Regions from separate parts of the Mus musculus genome. Here region 2 is linked to region 1. Evidence: chromatin contacts called from public promoter capture Hi-C data. All regions are on one chromosome and are shown on one strand. The core of a region is the stretch at or near the end of the contact, and the rest is flanking DNA. Distances in the headings are between cores, read along the strand shown. Region 1 holds the start of Alas2 (aminolevulinic acid synthase 2, erythroid). Region 2 holds the start of Pfkfb1 (6-phosphofructo-2-kinase/fructose-2,6-biphosphatase 1).

The links. Capture Hi-C pulls out chosen DNA fragments and counts their contacts.
Region 2: a contact with region 1 is called in a promoter capture Hi-C map of adipose tissue. The contact joins the promoter of Pfkfb1 here to the promoter of Alas2 in region 1. A contact is called at or near these places in 1 of 39 promoter capture datasets (macrophages), 1 of 15 datasets of contacts at CTCF or cohesin (the G1E-ER4 cell line), 7 of 484 Hi-C or Micro-C datasets (embryonic fibroblasts, embryonic stem cells, liver and 1 more), 7 of 115 datasets of contacts at active chromatin or transcription factors (the 230-238 cell line, the SCID.adh cell line, cardiomyocytes and 3 more) and 4 of 9 other capture datasets (adipose tissue, liver, macrophages and 1 more).

What each region holds. Positions count from the first base shown.
Region 1 is chrX:150,545,519-150,549,294 of GRCm38.p6, reverse strand. Alas2 (aminolevulinic acid synthase 2, erythroid) reads right to left here and starts at 1,878. Exons shown (of 11, transcript NM_009653.3): 1 at 1,810-1,878. It overlaps Mir3620 (microRNA 3620), which reads left to right and starts at 1,850; the gene lies at 1,850-1,910. It also overlaps a transcript of Apex2 not described here.
Region 2 is chrX:150,592,485-150,596,260 of GRCm38.p6, reverse strand. It overlaps Pfkfb1 (6-phosphofructo-2-kinase/fructose-2,6-biphosphatase 1), which reads right to left and starts at 1,833. Exons shown (of 14, transcript NM_001374173.1): 1 at 1,487-1,833. The coding sequence starts at 1,583.

The DNA.
Region 1 (3,776 bases), core at 629-3,128:
GTATTAAGAACATAAGGTCTTAGCTGGGTATCTCTTAGCTGGGTATTTTGACACCACAGCAAGCTGTGACAACAGGATCCTAAATTGCATATTAGTTTGGGCTGCATAGCTCCCAGTCAGTTAGGACTAAGTAGCAAATCTTTTCTCAGACAAAACATACTCTGGAGCCAAGGAGTCACATCATAAATATATCAGAGTTCCACCTTGCTTATATCAGACTAAGTCTGGAAAGCTGGAGATGAGATTTTTGTCTCATTTTGTTACTTTTTTACTGTATGTGTACTTTGGCTCCCCTGCTCCCCTCCACCCTTTTGAACTTTACTTTCTCCACAGACATTGGATTAGATTGGAAATTTCATAATTTATCTTCTGGTTCTGATATACAAACATTAACAAAGCTCTGACCATTGTCAATGTTCTACATACATAGACTTATTCAGTCCTCAGGATGATGTTGGAAATAGACACCGAGGTCCCCAAAAGATCTGTGACTCACCCAAATTACAAAACTGTTAAGTAAAGGAAGCAAAATTTCAGCTTAGGCAGTCTGGTTCCAGAGACTTCTAACTTAGCGACCATGAATCTATGGTCCAAACATTCCCGATTTTCATAGCTGGGAAGTTGACTCTAGACACCAAGCCACTCTGTTACAGTAATTTATGACCAATGCTTTCTCCAAATGTTCTAAAGTAGGATTTGGGGTACTATTGAACATTTATGAATTCATTTCACCACTTAATGATTTATATAACCCACTACATAGAAAAGATTTCGAGTAATTTTAAAACTAAATCAAAGAGGGACGGGAATTCTCAAGACAAGTGGCATCATTACTCAAAGGGTTTTTTTCCCTGTATGTCTATAATTCCCTTTTAGGTCAGCACCTAATTTGCAGTCCCATAGGCCAGAAAGATCAGCTGGGCCACCATCCCAGCAGGGAAGCCAGAAGCCACTCTTGCAGCTCTTCTGTCCCCTGTCTCCCATTACTTGTGGCTTGATATTAAGAATCATTTAAGTCTGGAAAAGAATCCCTTGCTTCTTCCAGTGAAGCATCAGGCCTTATCTCCCCTCCTAGTGCCCTCTTTCCAACCCTGGAAAGTCAAAGGACAATTAAAAACAGAAGAATGTATACCACAAAACTAAGAAATTTGTGGGAACTGTGGGCAGGCCCTTTTGTCAAAGGATAAATGACCTGCCTGGGATCTCACAGTGACTTAAGAGTGAGACTCCAAATCTGCCTTTTCTGTACAATGACAATTCTCTTCCGCCTTTTCCCTTTATTTCTACTAATTTTGCAACCTCTCAATTCCTGCATCTTGCCTTACCATTCTTAACCACCCCCCCTCCCCCACAAAAGCCTCCAATTTTCCTTCCCTGGATCTGACCCCCTACCCACAAGGCTCTGAAACCTCACACTCTGTTCTAGGCCAAGCAGATGGGAAAGTGTCAAGTGATAATGGGGTGACTGGAGAATTTTGGAAGAAATATGAAGATGCCTTTCCTAGAGAAATGGGGGAGAGGAAGAGACAGAGACAGAAGGAGACTAAGGAGACAGAAATGGGTTTTGAGGGGTTGAGGAGATAGAGAAAAGTCCTTTGAGGGAAAAGTAACAGAAAGCAGGAATGTCAGACAGAGAATTAGTGAAGTAAGATGAAAGTACTGGAAAGTAGTAAGAGAGAGAGAGAGGGAGAGGAGGAAGAAAGGAAAACCCCCAAACAGAAGAGAGTTTCTGTGAAGGTCAAAAGTCCACCCAGGGTCAACATACAGTGTTGGTGAGAGCCCAGAAAGAACACTGAAAGAACCTCTTACCTGTTGCCCTGCACTGAGGACGAACCAAAGACGGTGAGTGCTGTGGGCTGGGCTGGGAAGCAGCTTTCATCCCAGCCTCCTGCTCAGCCCCGCCCACCCCACCCCACCCCCTTCCGCCTCGGCCTTAAGGTATCTCAGGCCTCTGCTAAAGATAAAAAGCAAAGTAGTCTCCTTTCACTCCCCTTGTTCTGTGCCTTCTCTTTCTGTTTTCTTCCTCTACTCCCTCTGGGGTAGTGAAACTAACTCATTCGATTTTGAGATCAGACCATCCTTATAAATCCAGGGCACCTTCTGTAGAACCATCCCTCTGACCTTCAGTTCCCTCAGCCATGAAGGAGGCCACTAAAGGCAAGTCCACGTGGAGAGGACCCTGAAGTCAGACATAGAATACACTCTCGGCACTCTAGGCACTGGGGCTCTGAAGGGTTCTAGCTGTGAGCCTCCATGGAAAGTAGATCAACTCAAAGGATGTTGTGTCACTTCAATAAATGAACAAATATTTGGCACAGTGCTTAGTTTGAGAAAATAACAGTTTGTGTTGATTCAGTGGTTTTACTCTGTACCTTGAGGGGGTAATTACTTTGCATTGATTAATTAAGCCTCATAAGAATCTTAAGACACTTGCTCTTAATGTCCACAGTGGTCTGGGAATGAAAATCATTTGAAAGAAGGCTGCTGATGTCATTGTGGTCATGTAGAAGGAAACCCACAGCACTGGGCTGGTTTGTGTGAATTTGTAATGGATTGGATTCTAGAAACAGATGTTCAGGTCTTATTCTCAGGTGTATATCTATATTTATTTTTCAAAACTAAAGAATTTTAATTTCAACAGTCAGATAATAAAGTGATTATTCACATAAAAAAAGAATCTTAAGACAGAGGCACAGTTATCTCTGTCACAGATAAAGACCCTAAGACTGGGAGGGTGGGCTACTAATAATTGCACATCTACAAAGTACATACCTCGGCTACAAAGTTGACAGTATGCTCCCAGAACCCACACTCTCCTGTACATCTTAGAACATACAGCTAAAATATTAGTTTCTCTGTTTTCTACCCCTTTTAATATTTTCTCTTATATTGTATTCCCCATGCCTTTCCTAAGGCTAGGGCAATGGAACTATGGCCATATGCCAATAACTAATGGAGGTCTTTCCATAAAAGCCCACTATTTAGTGGAGTTACAGTATTAAATCCAAAGGTATTATAATTAAACACACCCTCGTGGGTGGGAATGTAGGACAGTCCCAGGGATTACCCCTCTCCTTTAGGAATAACTTTGTGACCTCCACATAAGACCAGAGACACTGAAATTAATAGAGGAGAAAGTGGGGAAAAGCCTCGAAGATATGGGCACAGGGGAAAAATTCCTAAACAGAACAGCAATGGCTTGTGCTGTAAGATCAAGAATTGAAAAATGGGACCTCATAAAATTGCAAAGCTTCTGTAAGGCAAAAGACACTGTCAATAAGACAGAAAGGCCACCAACAGGTTGGGAAAGGATTTTCACCAATCCTAAATCAGATAGGGGGCTAATATCCAATATATATAAAGAACTCAAGAAGCTGGACTCCAGAAATTCAAATAACCCCATTAAAAAATAGGGTTCAGAGCTAAACAAAGAATTCTCAACTGAGGAATACTGAATGGCTGAGAAGCACCTGAAAAAATGTTCAACATCCTTAATCATCAGGGAAATGCAAATCAAAACAACCCTGAGATTCCACCTCACACCAGTCAGAATGGCTAAGATAAAAAAATCAGATGCCGGCAGATGCCGGCGAGGATGTGGAGAAAGAGGAACACTCCTCCACTGCTGGTGGGATTGCAAGCTTGTACAACCACTCTGGAAGTCAGTCTGGAGGTTCTTCAGAAAATTGGACATAATATTCCTGGAAGATCCAGCAATACCTCTCCTGGGCATATACCCAGAAGAAGCTCCAACTGGTAATAAGAACACATGCTCC
Region 2 (3,776 bases), core at 584-3,083, 47 kb before region 1:
ACATGATATGCACTCACTGATAAGTGGATATTAGCCCAGAAACTTAGAATACCCGAGATACAAGATACAATTTGCAAAACACATGAAACTCAAGAAGAACGAAGACCAAAGTGTGGACACCTTGCCCCTTCTTAGAATTGGGAACAAAACACCCATGCAAGGAGTTACAGAGACCAAGCTTGGATTGCTTTTGAGATGGAGCCTGCTATATAGGCCTGCGTGGCTGAGAATCTACTGTGAGGCTAAGACTAGTTCTCAAACTTGCAGGAAGTTCCCCCGAATCTGCCTCCTGAGTATTGGTCATGGCCAGCTGTCTTCTGTATCTTCTACATGACTGCAAAGTCATTAATGTATATTGCCTCTCCAACTTGAAAGGCAGATTTCTCAAGAATATAGGGGTTTTCACTCTGGGAGACCTACGTATGCAGAACCTTATTCTCTCATCCAGATTCCTTTCTCTCTAGAGGAGTATTTAGAATTGCTGATGGAAAGAACAATGGAGAACAGGATTTTGTGCTCCACTCTGCTTCTTCTATACATATCCTTCATCCTATGTACTAATCTAATATCCTACATCTCCCTGAAACTGCTATGATGAAGTATTGTTCCCCTTATGTATTAGGCCTACCCCTCCCTTAACATTAAGAGTCCAGCAGCTTCCTTAGCTGTCCGAGTCCTGCAGGCCACAGATGTCTTATCTCTAGCCCCCTTCTGGTCTCTCAAGCTGGGCTGGAAACACCTTGTTGCACGATTATCCCTGCTTATCTATGAGAAATTGTATACTTCGGTTTCAAAGCCTATTTACAAACTTTGCCTCTGTTCCTCCTTAAAATGACAAAGGTCTGAGCTTTGAAATCAAGGAAGCAGGCCTAATTAGAATGTTAAGCTCCAACTCAGAAACAGACCAGGCTTTGTGACACTGTCTTTCCCCTCAAGTCCTCAGAACAGCAAGACTGTCTCTAAATGTCAAGGCAATGTACTCAGTCGTTCCCAGCCGGGGCACAGACTTATTTTTAAGAGGAAGGGCAATTCGGACCAGTGATATGGTAGTGTTGTGGACTCAGCACCTAGCCTCCAAGACACCATGCCAGGAACCATCACCTTCTTTCACCCTGGCATAAATTAAACAAGACCTGTTTCCAGATCTTTCATAAGAGGAGCTAAAATAAAATATTCTCGGGTAGCACTACACTAGGACACTCACGTTCCAGAGAAGCAGCATTCTGACAATTTCTCGAATAAAGAGAGACGGCCCTTAGGTCGGGGGTCCCCATAGTTTGGGCTCTTTTTATCTGAGCCTCACTCTTTGTCTTCTCTACCTGCCTTTCTCTTACTTCCATATCCTTTCTCACATTAGCCTCTAGCAATTTCGTTCAACTGATCATCTAGTCCAACTTCTGTGTGAGGGTAGGAGTGGATGGGGAACAGCGTTTGTTCTTCTAGACCCACCCACCTCCACCACCCACAAATGACAACCCCCACTTACAGCCCCTTCGCCGCTGCAGCAGGCTGCTACTGCTGCTATGTGGAATCCAGATCTTCTGCAACCTGGTTTGAGTGAGTTCTCCCATCTCTCGAGACATCTTAGGCGTTGCAGCTAATGACACCACTGCCCACAAGGTATTGGACCTCACTTCCTATGTTCCTAGCTGTCTTGTCTGTTGCCGTGGCCACAGCAGCAGGTAGGCAGGGGTGATGACAGGGGGATGCACTGGGCTTCTGAGCCTCTCACAGGTTATCTCCAGCTCTGTCTTTTTCTTCTGCTCCCGGATGTACAAGTGGGGATGTGGGTGCCGAGAGCCAGAGGCTGAGCAGAAGTCAGCAGAGGCCTCTGAACTCCAAGGGCTATGTATATAGAAGATAAGTTGGAGCCCAGCAAGGAAGGCAGCCAGCAAGACAGCCCAGGTCTGGCCAGTTACTTCCCGCCAATGAAGGCAGGACTAGTAGAGTATGCAAATAACAGACCAAAGATCATGTGCTTACATCCTGTGTTGTGTGGCATGGCAAAGGTGATGGAGGTAGGTCTAAGCTTTGAAATTAAAAAAAAAAAAAGCAGGCCTAATTAGAATGTTAAGCTCCAACTCAGAAACAGAGATTCAGTACAAGGATCCCCACAACAAAACCACAAACATACTGTTCCTAAATTCAAAATGCAATGTTTTGAGCTAGCAATTAAAGGCTGAAACTGGAAGTAGACTTAAACTACCTCACCGCTCACCCTATTCAACAAGGCACTGTAAAACTGTCTTTCCCTGGAGTCTGCTCCCTGCCTTTCCATGGGACCTCTCCCTCTTAAAATGAGCTGTCCTGGGCACTCTAAAGAGATCGGCACTATCTGATCATCTTTATACTCTCTCCAACCAAGGTTAAATAAATCAGAGTAAATCTGGCACCTTGGGAATAAGAGCGAAGGCAGTCATTACTTGGCAGAGAGCCGATAAGTAAACGCAGCTCCCATGGCCGCCAATGCTGAGATGAGCCAGCACTAAAGGCATCACAATCTAATTCAAACCGGGGCTAAAGCTCTTCGAGCCAAGGTGGTGGAATGGGATCTTAGGAGAGGTGGAAACCACACCGCGGAGAATATGAAGAACAAGAGGCAATGGTGTCTATCTAAATAGCACAAATCCATAGGCCAGAGACATATCATCCAGATGTCTCCCCTTTACTTGTCCCCACTTGTATTGCCATTCCCCCAGTTATTTTGAGACTTTTATCTGTAGAATTCATGCAACTGCACGGCTTGCCTGGAAGATGTCCAAGTGCCCTTTTACTTCATTCTTTGTAACCTTCCCACCCCCAGCAAACCTCCAGTGATTGGGTATTAGAAAGCTCAACTTTCTTCCACTGAGCTGGACTATGCAAGGGCAATCTCTCGGGAAAAGAAATCTCCAGTCCCTGCCCTCAAATGCCCCCAGTTCTTCTTTGCCTTTTAAGATGCGTCCTAAAATATCTTCTCAGAACCTTAGTCTATACAAGGGTTAGAGTCACTCCAGTTGCTGTGCATATACGATTTTCAACATCAAAGCCTACCTATCTAAGGAGCCTACTGAGGCAACGGAGCACAGCAGTTAAGAACAAATGGAATTTGGAGTCAAACTCTCTGGGTGGAATCTTACTTCCATCCATTGCTAGATATGAGAAACCGGGCAGAAGACTGAACTTTTCAGTGCCTCAGTTGCTCTGTTTTGTTCTGCTTTTTCATTTAGTATATAGGGAAGGGTAGTGGGGTCCATTCCCTTGGTGTTAGCGAAGAGCCAATGTGATACACATGGAGAAACCTGGGGAATGTGGAATACACATGATTCAACACTGTCGCTTCCTTTGGGAAGGAAATGATTCATCTTTTTCCCTCAAGTCATCTGCAAGTTCGAGCACATTGTCGTGACACAGGATTAACATTTGCACTGTAAAGACTTCCTGAGAATCAATTAGAAAGGTAAACTCATTTCTAGGTTTCTGTTAACTTAAGTCTGACATAAAACATCAAACACTACATGCTCTCACTTACTGGACAAACCTAAAAGAGGTTGGCGAGGAACTGAGTATAGACTAGGGGGCAAAGGAAAGGGAGAAAGGGAGAACAATAAACAGGCTGGATTCTGGTAAATAGGAGGAATAACTTCTGATGTTCTAGAGCACATTTGGAAAACTATGGTTCACAACAGATAATTGTATACTTCAAAGTAGCTGGTAGAGATGAGAAATAATACTTATTTGAGGTGATACATAAAGCAATTGACCATTGCACATTATATGCATGCACTGAAGTATCA